Linked DNA regions of Zea mays: region 1 is linked to region 2. The links are chromatin contacts, called in public Hi-C maps. All regions are on one chromosome and are shown on one strand. The core of a region is the stretch at or near the end of the contact, and the rest is flanking DNA. Distances in the headings are between cores, read along the strand shown.

Region 1 (5,488 bases), core at 1,003-3,502, 430 kb before region 2:
AGGGGATCGAACCTAGGACCTGGAGGCGGTACTCGAAAATCTTAACTATTACGCTAGAGACCCTTTCACGATATTTGTTACATATCAGTATATCAGTGATATTTTTGTATCTCCGTCACTCCGTGTGCTACAATGCTGCTTATGTATTTAGCTTGGAAATGGTGCAGTGCAAACACAAGTACCAGAACACATGTCAAAATTTTTATGATCATATTACATAAGTTATTAGATTGATACGATGATGTTTAGAGTTTAGACTGCTCAAGGTATTGTGTGTGGGAAAAAGTTGATTTCAATTTCCAATATAGTATACAGTGTACTGAACAATGAATTTGTTATTTGCCTGGCGCCCTGGCATGCTAATTGCTTTTATGCCTAAACCGTCTATTGCTAATTATTTGACACTTCAATATATGTGAATGAAGGATTTGACAGCACAAGTTTCATCAGAGAATGATCCTGTTGCCTTTCTTCCAAAAGTCGTTGCTTTACTTTTCCTGCAGGTTTGTTTGAATTATGTATTTTATCCTTTTTGGTTCTCGAATTGTCATTCTATATTATTTTATTGATCTCATTTGCATTCTTTTTTAATAATTTGTAGGCATATAATAAGGCTATTCAGGCACCAGGAAGAGCTGTTGGTGCTGTTATCACACTGCTGAAGGTAACTACAAGTACTCTTCCATTTCTTGTTAGATATTCTGTAGTTCTGGCAGAACATCTTCTAAAATAATAGTAATTAATTAAAGTTGGTAGGTTCATGATCCATTTGCTTGACAAATTGACCTTCATATTCGTCATTTGGCTTCCAGAAGAATTTTTTCCCACACATCATGATGACAAACTTCTTTCTTATTTTTTATTCCGCCTATGTTGTCTCAACATAGCAGGTGCCTATAACATGAAGGGCAGGTTTGGTGCAGTTATGTGTCATTGAACATGCATGCCCTTTTGCTAGAAACTGCCTGGTTTTAGGAAGTGCTCTAGCTTATCTTATCAAGTTTTATTTATAATTTTAATGGGTGGAATCATCACCAGTGCGCATAATCTATTGAAATAGGTTCGAAACCCCCATGCTCGGTACATCTTTGCAGTGATCGGCTGGTTAAGCTTTTTAATAGATTCTGGATGTCTGAACTTATGTGATGTTGTATTTCTCATACTAGTAAATTTTGACGAAAGAAAATTTCTGTGTGATTGTACCACTCTTTGCCATTTCGTAGGATAAGCTGCCAGCTGCAACCTACAAGGTATTGACTGATTATCACAGCACTACTGTGAAACTTTTAGCACTACAAGCTGCTGCTACTGACGATGTAAGTCCACTTACACAACTATAAAACTTGTATCTACTTGCATTGGAGGAAAAATATTGTTTTTTTTTGCAATAGGTAATTGATTCTGGCTTAAAACTTGTAGTGCATAATGTTGAAAACTTTATAGATCGCCAGTTCGAATCTATTTGGAAAGCCATTCTGTAGCTGGTATATATTCATTAGCTTAACTTTTACTATTATGAGGACACATACGCCTAAGCATCATAACTTGCGCATACAGAAGTGATCCTCTAGCAATTTAGCACAACTATATATTTTAACTGACTGCCAACGTACGTTACTCTGCACTTTTATTCAATATTCATGCATGAACATGATGTTGGAACAATGTACAATCTTCTAGATGGGAACACAGTGAAACCATGAACATGTACCGTGTATTTGTCCTGTAGGAAGAAGATTGCACATCAGACCGAATGCGAGAAAGGAAGGAGGATCTGGAAGAAAGGCTGATGCCAGAACTGAAATCCCTGGTCCTCGGCACAAACAAAGAGTGATCAACAACATTCTTGTGCATACCGGACCATTTCGGCGTACATATACAAAGCAACACTCAGCTTAAAAGTTTTTTTTTGCTCTGTTTTTGCAATTTGCACCGTTTGAAAGCAAAAGATAGCAGGAAACAGGTTTACTGATTGTAAGAATCTGACTAGTTTATACTCCCGTTTACATTCCTGCACTAGGTTTCTACTGATAACAACAAAATTATACTATGGTGTAATGAAGAGCATAGTGGATGTTAACAGGGAATCAGGGATGAAAGTAGATATCTGAATTGTTAGGATAATATATATATATATACTCTATTCATTACCTAGGGTGATGATCCAACGCGTGCCCGCCTGTCTGACCGCACGCCCCCTCCCGTGCGGCTCGCGCCCTTGTGCGGCTTCGGCCTCGAGCGCTTTTGCCCTGCATGGCTCGCGCCGTGCCATGATTCACGCCCGCCACGGCTTCGCCCTGCGTGGCTCACACCTATGCACAGCTCTGCCCTCCCCCCACGACTCATTTTCTAGTTATATTAAGTCATTCCAATCAACATTAAGTTATTTTTAGAAAACATTAAATTATTTATTGTTTTTAGCTATTTTCTGTGGGTCTCAGACATTTTTTATGTTATTGGTTCAGTCATTCCAGAAAATATTTAGTCATTCTAGTTTTTTCTGGGCTTTCTCATACAATTTTTATGTTATTGGTTTAGTCGTTCCAGAAAATATTAAGCCATTTCAAGAAATATTAAGTAATTCTTGTTTTCCGGTCGTTTTTCATATTTTTCTAGATATTTTCTGTTTTGGTTTAGTCATTATAGGCAACATTATGTCATTCTAGCATTTCATATTTTTTTAGATATTCCTTATTTTTAGTTTAATCATTCTAGACAAAATGAAGTCATTTCAAGTATTTAGATACCATTAAGTCATCCATCGTATAGAAAACATTAAGTCATTTGAGCGCGTTAAGTCATTCATACTCAATAAGTTATTATATCTCGGCTTGGCTCGTGGGGGGGGGGGGGGGGGGGCACACGCAGGTACAACGACTTGGTTTTGTGAGCGGGTATGTGCTGGGTGAGGTGGCTCGGCTCGTGGGCGGGCGCGTGGTGGAATGTGGGCAGGGGCGCGCGGTATATGTGTTGCTGCCATGGCATGGCAACCACTGATCCATCACCTTAAGTGATGAATAGATCTGCCCTATATGTGTGTGTGAAATTTAATGTTGATATTTTCTTATGTTACCAAATGTATTATTACAAATAAGAATAAAATTTTACATAAATTGTTTTATGCATTATTTGCTCCCTTAACAAAAAGTGAAAAACTTCTGAATTTTATATCTATCATTAAAAATATATTATAAAAAATATATTATAAATTTAAGGTTTACCAATGCTGAATATAAATTTACATATATCCTATTTATTTGCGATCATAGAAAAATAGTCCAAATAAGTATATGTTTTCATCCTTTCTAAAAGTCGCTTAGAGGAGGGGTGAATAGGCGAAACTTGTAAATTATAAACTTTGAACACGAACTTCACCCGGGGTTAGGATTAGAAATAAGTAATAACGAAATCGGAGTGCGAAAGAGAGTTTTTCTTGCTATGAGTTGCTCAATCAATGCGGATGACCTTGGGAGCTAACTTAAGAGATTATGAGCAAGAGAACATTAGAGAGAGGGGAAAGGAAGATTACACTCTCTCAAGTCACTAAACACTAATGATCACTAGTCACAATTGTGGGACTTGGAGATGTTTGGAAGCTTTGAATGTGTCTTGAGATGGAGTATTTGCTCTTATATTGAATGTGAGTGAATGAAATGCTTGAGTATAATGAATGTAGGTGGTTGTGGTTGTATTTATAGCCACCAATCACTTCCTAGCCATTGCTCCTTTTATGCCGACCGCGGACGGTCCACGCCCCTGGTCCAGACGGTCCGCCCCTGCACATCAACGATTGAAATTACAACGGTCAGCAGTAACGGCTATATCAACGACTACAAGTGCATTTAATGCGTCGTCAGATTGTCAGACAGAGTAGTCGCGGACGGTCCGGCCGTGCACCCCGGATGGTCCGCGAGGACGCTAAAAAAGCATTTTAGCGAACCCGTCACCTTCGGGTTTTTCTAGTTTTTCAACGGTCGGATGGTCCGCGCCTGTCGGAGAGGAAATTCTCCGGCCGGGTGGCGGAACGCACCCGTCCTAAATCCTAAGATGAGGAGGGGCCTAAGCGTTTCGCCTGTCTATTGGGAGATCGATGAACACGAGTGAACACGAGGATTTAGAGTGGTTCAGGCCGCTGTGTTGTATTGAGTCTGTGAGCCTAAGAGCTTGTATGAACTTGTGAGTCTGAGAGTCTGAGTGAACCTGCCTTGTAACGTTGTGTGCCTTCCCTTTTATAGCTCAAGGGAGGCACATACAAGGATGCTGAGCCCCGACATGTGGGCCCAGGAACATAACAGAAGGAATATATTATAGGAGTAACTAACGCCTATGCAATCTCCTGGTGCCCTGATGTCCGCAGTCCACGCAGTATTGATATGCGGTGGCTGCTTCCTTGGTAACGCACGAGTAATGATGAGCATAGTGCGTGCAGTAGTATGGATGTGCTGTCTGCCAATGGAATGGACAGGCATGCCTCCTGCGGAATGGACTGCTCGCCGCCTGCCAGCGGAATGGACAGGGCTCATTAAATGCCGAGGTGGCACCTCACCTGACAGTGGAATGGACATGGCTCAATAAATGTGGAGGCGGCACATCGCCTGCCAGCGGAATGGACAGGGCTCATTAAATGCGGAGGCAGCACATCGCCTGCCAGTGGAATGGACAGGCGACACGCCTTATCCGCAATAAATGCAGAGGCCGCGCAGTCCCGAGGCCTTACGTTAGGCTCCGCCCGTTGGCTTACGTCACGTGCAGTAGGCCACGCGACAGCATCGGGTCTCCACCTGGGCGGGGAGCAGAAGCGTAAACGATAAGGTCCGGACACGTGTCGGCTCCGGACCCCCGTCTGGCCTCGATTAAGGCCTGGGTATTCTCTGTCCCAGAATCTCGGGACCCTGCTGTGAGCGGCCCGGATCCCACATAGAGGGGTCCGGACCCCATCCTAGGGGTCCAGTTTGCGCCCGTGGGGGTCCTAGACCTTACCCGGAGGCCCGGTCTGTCTATACAGGGGTCCGACACTTTCCCATGGGGGTCCAGACTCAGTGTTGATACCTTGGAGTATATCATCTTCTCTAGCCACGTGGCGGCCCCGGAACCGTCCACGTGGAGGGGTCGGGTGCTGTCGCTGGCCCAGAGTAGTCGCCCGAGGCTGGGACGAGCCATGGTCTGGTCCCACGCACAACTCCTTTACCACGCGACTAAAGATAACCGCCTGGGTACTGCGCCTTCATACGGTAGTAAGAGGTACCCCTGTTTTAGGGTACTGACAGTGGCCCCCGGGCCCACCTCAGGGGAGGATGCGAGCCTGCAGGTGGGGCCAATAGCCTGATTGGTGATTGGCGCGCCGCTTCCGTGCGTCTGCTGACGTACTACTCGTCAATCCGCCTTCGGTCACGCCAACTGCCATATTTGTCTCCGCGGCTGACTGACCCGCGGTCCCCACGCCTGGAGGTTTCATCGGGCCGCGCGTGGGGTGCCTCGGTACCGCTGC
Region 2 (5,277 bases), core at 186-2,685:
TTCTCCCGCGCGACCAACCTTCTTGTACGAGAGCCCTGTGCCTTCCTTTTATAGACGTAAGGAGAGGGCCCAGGTGTACAATGGAGGGTGTAGCAATGTGCTAACGTGTCTAGCAGAGAGGAGCCAGAGCCCTATGTACATGCCGTCGTGGCTGTCGGAGAGGTTTTGGCGCCGTGTTCATGTGATGTCGTGGCCGTCGGAGGAGCGCTTGAGCCCTGTGGAAGTACAGCTGTCGGGGCTGTCGGATCCTTGCTGACGTCTCCTTGCTTCCGTAAGGGGCTGAGAGCCGCCGTCGTCATGGAGCACGCGGGGTGCCATCATTACTTGTTTACCGGGGCGAGCCAGATGGGACGCCGACCTTGTTCCTCGTAGCCTGAGCTAGCTAGGGGTAGGGTAATGATGCCCCCACTGTGACGTGGTCGGTCCGAGCCCGAGGTCGGGCGAGGCGGTGACTCCTCCGAGGTCGAGGTTGAGCCCAAGCCCTGGGGTCGGGCGAGGCGGAGTCCGTCGTCCGAGGTCGAGGTTGAGTCCGAGCCCTGGGGTCGGGCGAGGCGGAGTCCGTCGTCCGAGGTCGAGGTTGAGTCCGAGCCCTGGGGTCGGGCGAGGCGGAGCTTCCTATGGCGCCTGAGGCCGGTCTTGGCGGCTGTTAGCCTCACCCTGTCGGGTGGCACAGCAGTCGGAGCAGCACAGGCGACACTGTTTTTCTATCAGGTCGGTCAGTGGAGCGACGAAGTGACTGCGGTCACTTCGGCTCTATCGACTGAGGAGCGCGCGTCAGGATAAGGTGTCAGTCGATCGTTGCATTAAATGCTCCTGCGATACGGTCGGTTGACGTGGCGATCCGGCCAAGGTTGCTTCTCCGTGAAGCCTATCCGAGCTGGGCCTCGGGCGAGTCGAAGGTGCGTCCGTTGCTTGAGGGGACCCTCGGGCGAGACGTGAATTCTCCTGGGTCGGCTGCCTTTGCCCGAGGCTGGGCTCGGGCGAGGCGAGATCGTGTCCCTTGAGCGGACGGAGCCTTGACCTGAATCGCGCCCATCAGGCCTTTGCAGCTTTGTGCTGATGGGGGTTACCTAGCTGAGATTAGGAGTCTTGGGGGTACCCCTAATTGTGGTCCCCGACAAAGACATGTTGGATGGAGTAAACAATAACATCAGTTAGCCAAATCAAAAAAAATTATACGGAGAGCGGAGACAATGGATAAAAAATCTTGAATTTTTTTGATGGATAGTTTACGTAGGTATTGTTGTAAGCCATCGCAACGCACGGGCAGCCGACTAGTTCTTAATAACATTATCAACAATTAGATTTAAATTTTATGTATATCTATGTTAAAATATATATTTATGATGTTTTAGGAACATTCCTATCCATGGCGCCCTGCGGTCGTTGGATCGGCCCTGTGCGGACAAGATCACCGTGGACGACCTGTTACAAAATGAACCCCTGTCCGCCGCCGCCTCGTGTGGCCGTTCCCGTTCCGTCTCCCAGGAGCGAGACCCGAAGTTTCTAGAGCCTTCGGGCCGAGATGGTCGTGTTGCACGTGAAGTTGGCGCCACCCGCTGCCGCCGCCGCCACCGCCGCCGCCTCCTCTCCCATGCAGGACGTGGACGAGGAGACGGAGTTCCTGTACGAGTGCGCCGCCTCTGCGGTCGTCGCGGACGTCGCGGCCGCCCTCGGCGCGCTAGCGGGCCTCCAGGCCGCCATCCTCTCCCTCTGCCGCCGCCTTCGAGGTGAGAGACCTCGTCCGTCGTCTTAGTCTTAAGATCCCGCTGCGGAGGACGCCGGTCAAGTCGTATTGACGCGGCGTGTCCGGTTCTGCGATCTGCAGCGAGGTGTGCTGGTGCGATGGGCGAGCTCGAGAGGGCGCTGGACGAGGCCGAGGCCTACGCTTCTAAGGTCAGCATTGTTATCCCCGCTCCCTCACTGTTTTCTCGCACGCTTCTGCTGCGCGGCAACCTAATAATGAGTTTGAGTTAGATACGAATCGCGCTTGGTTTTATCATTAGTCCATTACCGACCACTTGTTGATTTGGGAGTTCATCAAGTACGTAGTAGGTTCTTCACCAGTGTCATTACAATGTATGATTGAGCACACTGGCCCTGAGAGTCATTCTCGATCGATCTGGTTTACTACTCAGTCACTCGAATCACATTGTATCTTGTATGATTCGGTAGAGAGCATGCGTGCTACTTGTAGTATATGACAAGACTGCTCTACTCTGTCATTCAAAGCAGGGAGCAGGCACTTATATTTCTATAATAGGTCTCGACAATAAAAGGTCTTCTAATTTTACAGATTGGAGTACCGTGCACATGTTCTAGAGCATCCCCAACAGTAAACTCTAAAATAAAGTCCTAAAATTTGAAATAGGACCGTATTGAGTGTTTAGGGCCCCAAAAGATTTTTTTTACTCTAACAATTAGGCCTTAAATAATGCTATTTAGGAAATAAATCATGCTATTAGGAAATAAATGGTTGGAGATTAATATGAAACGAGGATAGGGTTCCAATATATGGAGTACTATCTTTCGGATCCGAGAGACCGATCTCTAATCGTTTGATGAAATTTTATAAAATAGGGCCGTTGTAGGAAGTGTGTTTTATGGTTATGAGCTCTATATTTAAAATATGGCCGCGTTTATAGTCTCTCTTGGAGATGCTCTAAGGCTTATTAGTTGGGTTGCACTGCTGCTCCTCCTTTGCTCTTTTGGTCTCGCAGGCTTCCTGTTAGGTTGGTAGAAAGGCGTGGCTTGGTCAAGTCAAGTGGAGGTTTGTTCGTCTGTAATGGATAGCAAACCCGGGTCTTCTCAGTAGCATTACTTTGTTTTCAATATAAATTAGGGTCAAGGCCTTTGGTCTGAAAAAAGTACCATGCACATACATTCACCGGTTGAGTGCTACCATGCTTGAGACCGATTCCATTTTACTGTGCTTGCAAACATTGAAATTGAATGACACGATCTCTATTTTAGATTGTGATAAGAAGTAACACCTTGTTCTGTTCATCATTGATTAAGCAGTAAACACTACTCTGTATGACTAGTTGGAATCTAATTTAGCACATGTAATGAAGTTTCAGGGCCTATCCACTGAAGGACATTTTCACAGGACTCTGAATTTTCTTACAGGAGCAGGTGCAGCGCAACAGATTCCTGTCTCCTCGTGCTCTAAGGGAACATATCAAGAACATCGAGAAGAAATGCGCTAATACTCTACAAGAACCTCTGGAGGCATTGTCTCTGCAAGAGTCATCATCAGGTATAGATGCAATTTCAGAAGACAAACAAAATGAGCATGCAACCATGCATATGCAATAGTCCATGAGAGAAGTTCAGTTTATCACTACATAGGTTGCACTTTTCTCTTTCTACTAGTTTTGTTGTACCTGTATTTCAACCTTTCATGAAGTACATAAACCTTGATATCGACTGTTTCGAGCTTCCATGTTGAAAAACAAAAAGATTGTTTGACATGGAATGACCTCTGCTTACAATCTCTACTTTCTTCTATGCGAATCCCAGACAACAAGCATGAGAGAATACAGATTTGGTGGGCTGGGAAAGAGCTAGCCATGGACCAGAAGCTATCCGACTATATCGGTGTTAATGATAAAACCAAGGTAACAACATTGCATCCACAGTGCAAAACGATTGCTTCAGTTAATTACTGTCTTCTTATAATTTTTTTTTGTAATCCATGCAGATTGTCGTCAGGCTAATTGAAGCTCGTGATGAGTGTTGATTGTGCTCCTACCTCTTCATTGATATCGCAGAGTTGGTTTCCTCTTCGATAATATTAGTATATGGATACTGGTCCTCAGTCCCTGTAAGATAGTTTTAATTCCCTTGAACAACATTCTTGTCAACTGTATTATCTGACAATAGGTATAAGTGGTTTGACTTCTTGTACCAGTTGCTTGTACAATATATCCTCAGTCATCACAGAGGCTTACTTTTGGGGTGTTATGTGCCAGTTATCCCCTTTCAATAAGGTGGTATAAATTTTAAGCTATCATCCTGTTTATCTGTAACACTGCCAAGTTTACAGGCTGACAACCTGTATAAAAACCAGAATACTTATATAGGTCCTTATCATCACTCCAGTTCAGTGTTCCACAACTTTAAAATGCCACCTAATAGAAATATATAGGATTCGGCAATTAATAAAATGATGCATGTGTTGCCCTTTAAATTGTTGCCTTTTGATAGTATGCACCTCTTGTCCTCTATGATTTTTATAATTTTTCACGAGGCAGCATCCTCTTCGTCTGTTTGTATCTCTGCTTAGTACAAACTGACAGTCTGAAAAAATACCTTAACACTTAAGGAGTTCTTTATGATAACTATAGTTGTTTGACATATAGATGCTTTCTAATGCAATATGATATTTAATGAACAAAAATTGGTGTATATGTTTATTTGTTAAATAGCTTTATTTTGTGGATGCGATGCTTACTTTGTTTGATGGAATGCTATAGTATTCGACAGCCCCAATTACTCAGGCTTGCCTCCTTGCACAAACTTAGAGGTGCATACGTAATGGATATATCAATGGCTAGATACAATCATGCAAATCACTTTGAAGCAGTTGTTCTCTTCCAAGCGAGATGATGCAGAATTTGACAACAGGATGAAACTCAGGCTACTTCAGCATACATAGTCTCATCCTGTCAAGATAAGTTACTCCAGAATTTAAGTACCAGAGTGTTAGCCTTAATAATGTTCTTGTTGATCACGACATTATTCAACACTTGTTATCTATTCGTCGTTTCATTACCGAAAATCAGTTCTATGGAGTTTGATCCTTTCGGTTTGTCCGTGAAGGATCCTGCCACTAGGTGCGTCCTTAGACGTAACAACTCTGGGCCCTGTACACTCTATGGCTTCCTGCTTCTACTTTGCAATCTTCATTGCCTCCATATGCATGATCCCCAGGAGCCATATCCGACTGTTGTGAAGTGTATCATTCGATATTTTCATGGCACTCTTGACTACAACCTTCTTCTTCGTCGCTCCTCAATGGCCGAGTTTGTTGCTACACCGATGCAGATTGGATGGAGTGCTTGGCCACACGTCAGTCCACATCTGGCTACGCTATGTTCTTTGGTGACAATCTGGTCTCTTGTTTATCCAAGCGGCAACACATTGTCTCCTGCTTGAGTGCGGAGGCTCAGTATCGTTGTGTGGACAATGGTGTGGCTAGGCCTATTGGCTTCAACAACTTCTTCAGAAGCTCCACAACTCTCTTACCCGGAGCACTCTCGTTTACTGCGACAA

The links. A called contact is a pair of places that touch in the nucleus more often than the background predicts.
Region 1: a contact with region 2 is called in a Hi-C map of ear, with 2.5 times the contacts expected there. The contact joins the enhancer-like site here to the promoter of LOC100278003 in region 2. A contact is called at or near these places in 2 of 25 Hi-C or Micro-C datasets (ear and tassel).

Annotation. Positions count from the first base shown.
Region 1 is chr6:40,757,060-40,762,547 of Zm-B73-REFERENCE-NAM-5.0, reverse strand. It overlaps LOC103629212 (E3 UFM1-protein ligase 1 homolog), which reads left to right. Exons shown (of 20, transcript XM_008650387.4): 17 at 426-503; 18 at 602-664; 19 at 1,224-1,316; 20 at 1,730-2,152. The coding sequence ends at 1,834. Among protein-coding and RNA genes, the nearest start is that of LOC103629212, 10 kb to the left of the region's middle. Within about 2 kb of position 2,252, at least 9 of the 20 cell types and tissues checked have an H3K27ac peak or open chromatin away from gene starts, as enhancers often do. A contact at or near this core is called in ear and tassel, where this site is marked.
Region 2 is chr6:40,326,665-40,331,941 of Zm-B73-REFERENCE-NAM-5.0, reverse strand. It overlaps LOC100278003, which reads left to right and starts at 1,435. Exons shown (of 5, transcript NM_001165579.2): 1 at 1,435-1,730; 2 at 1,829-1,896; 3 at 3,130-3,259; 4 at 3,523-3,620; 5 at 3,704-3,952. The coding sequence starts at 1,526. The coding sequence ends at 3,742.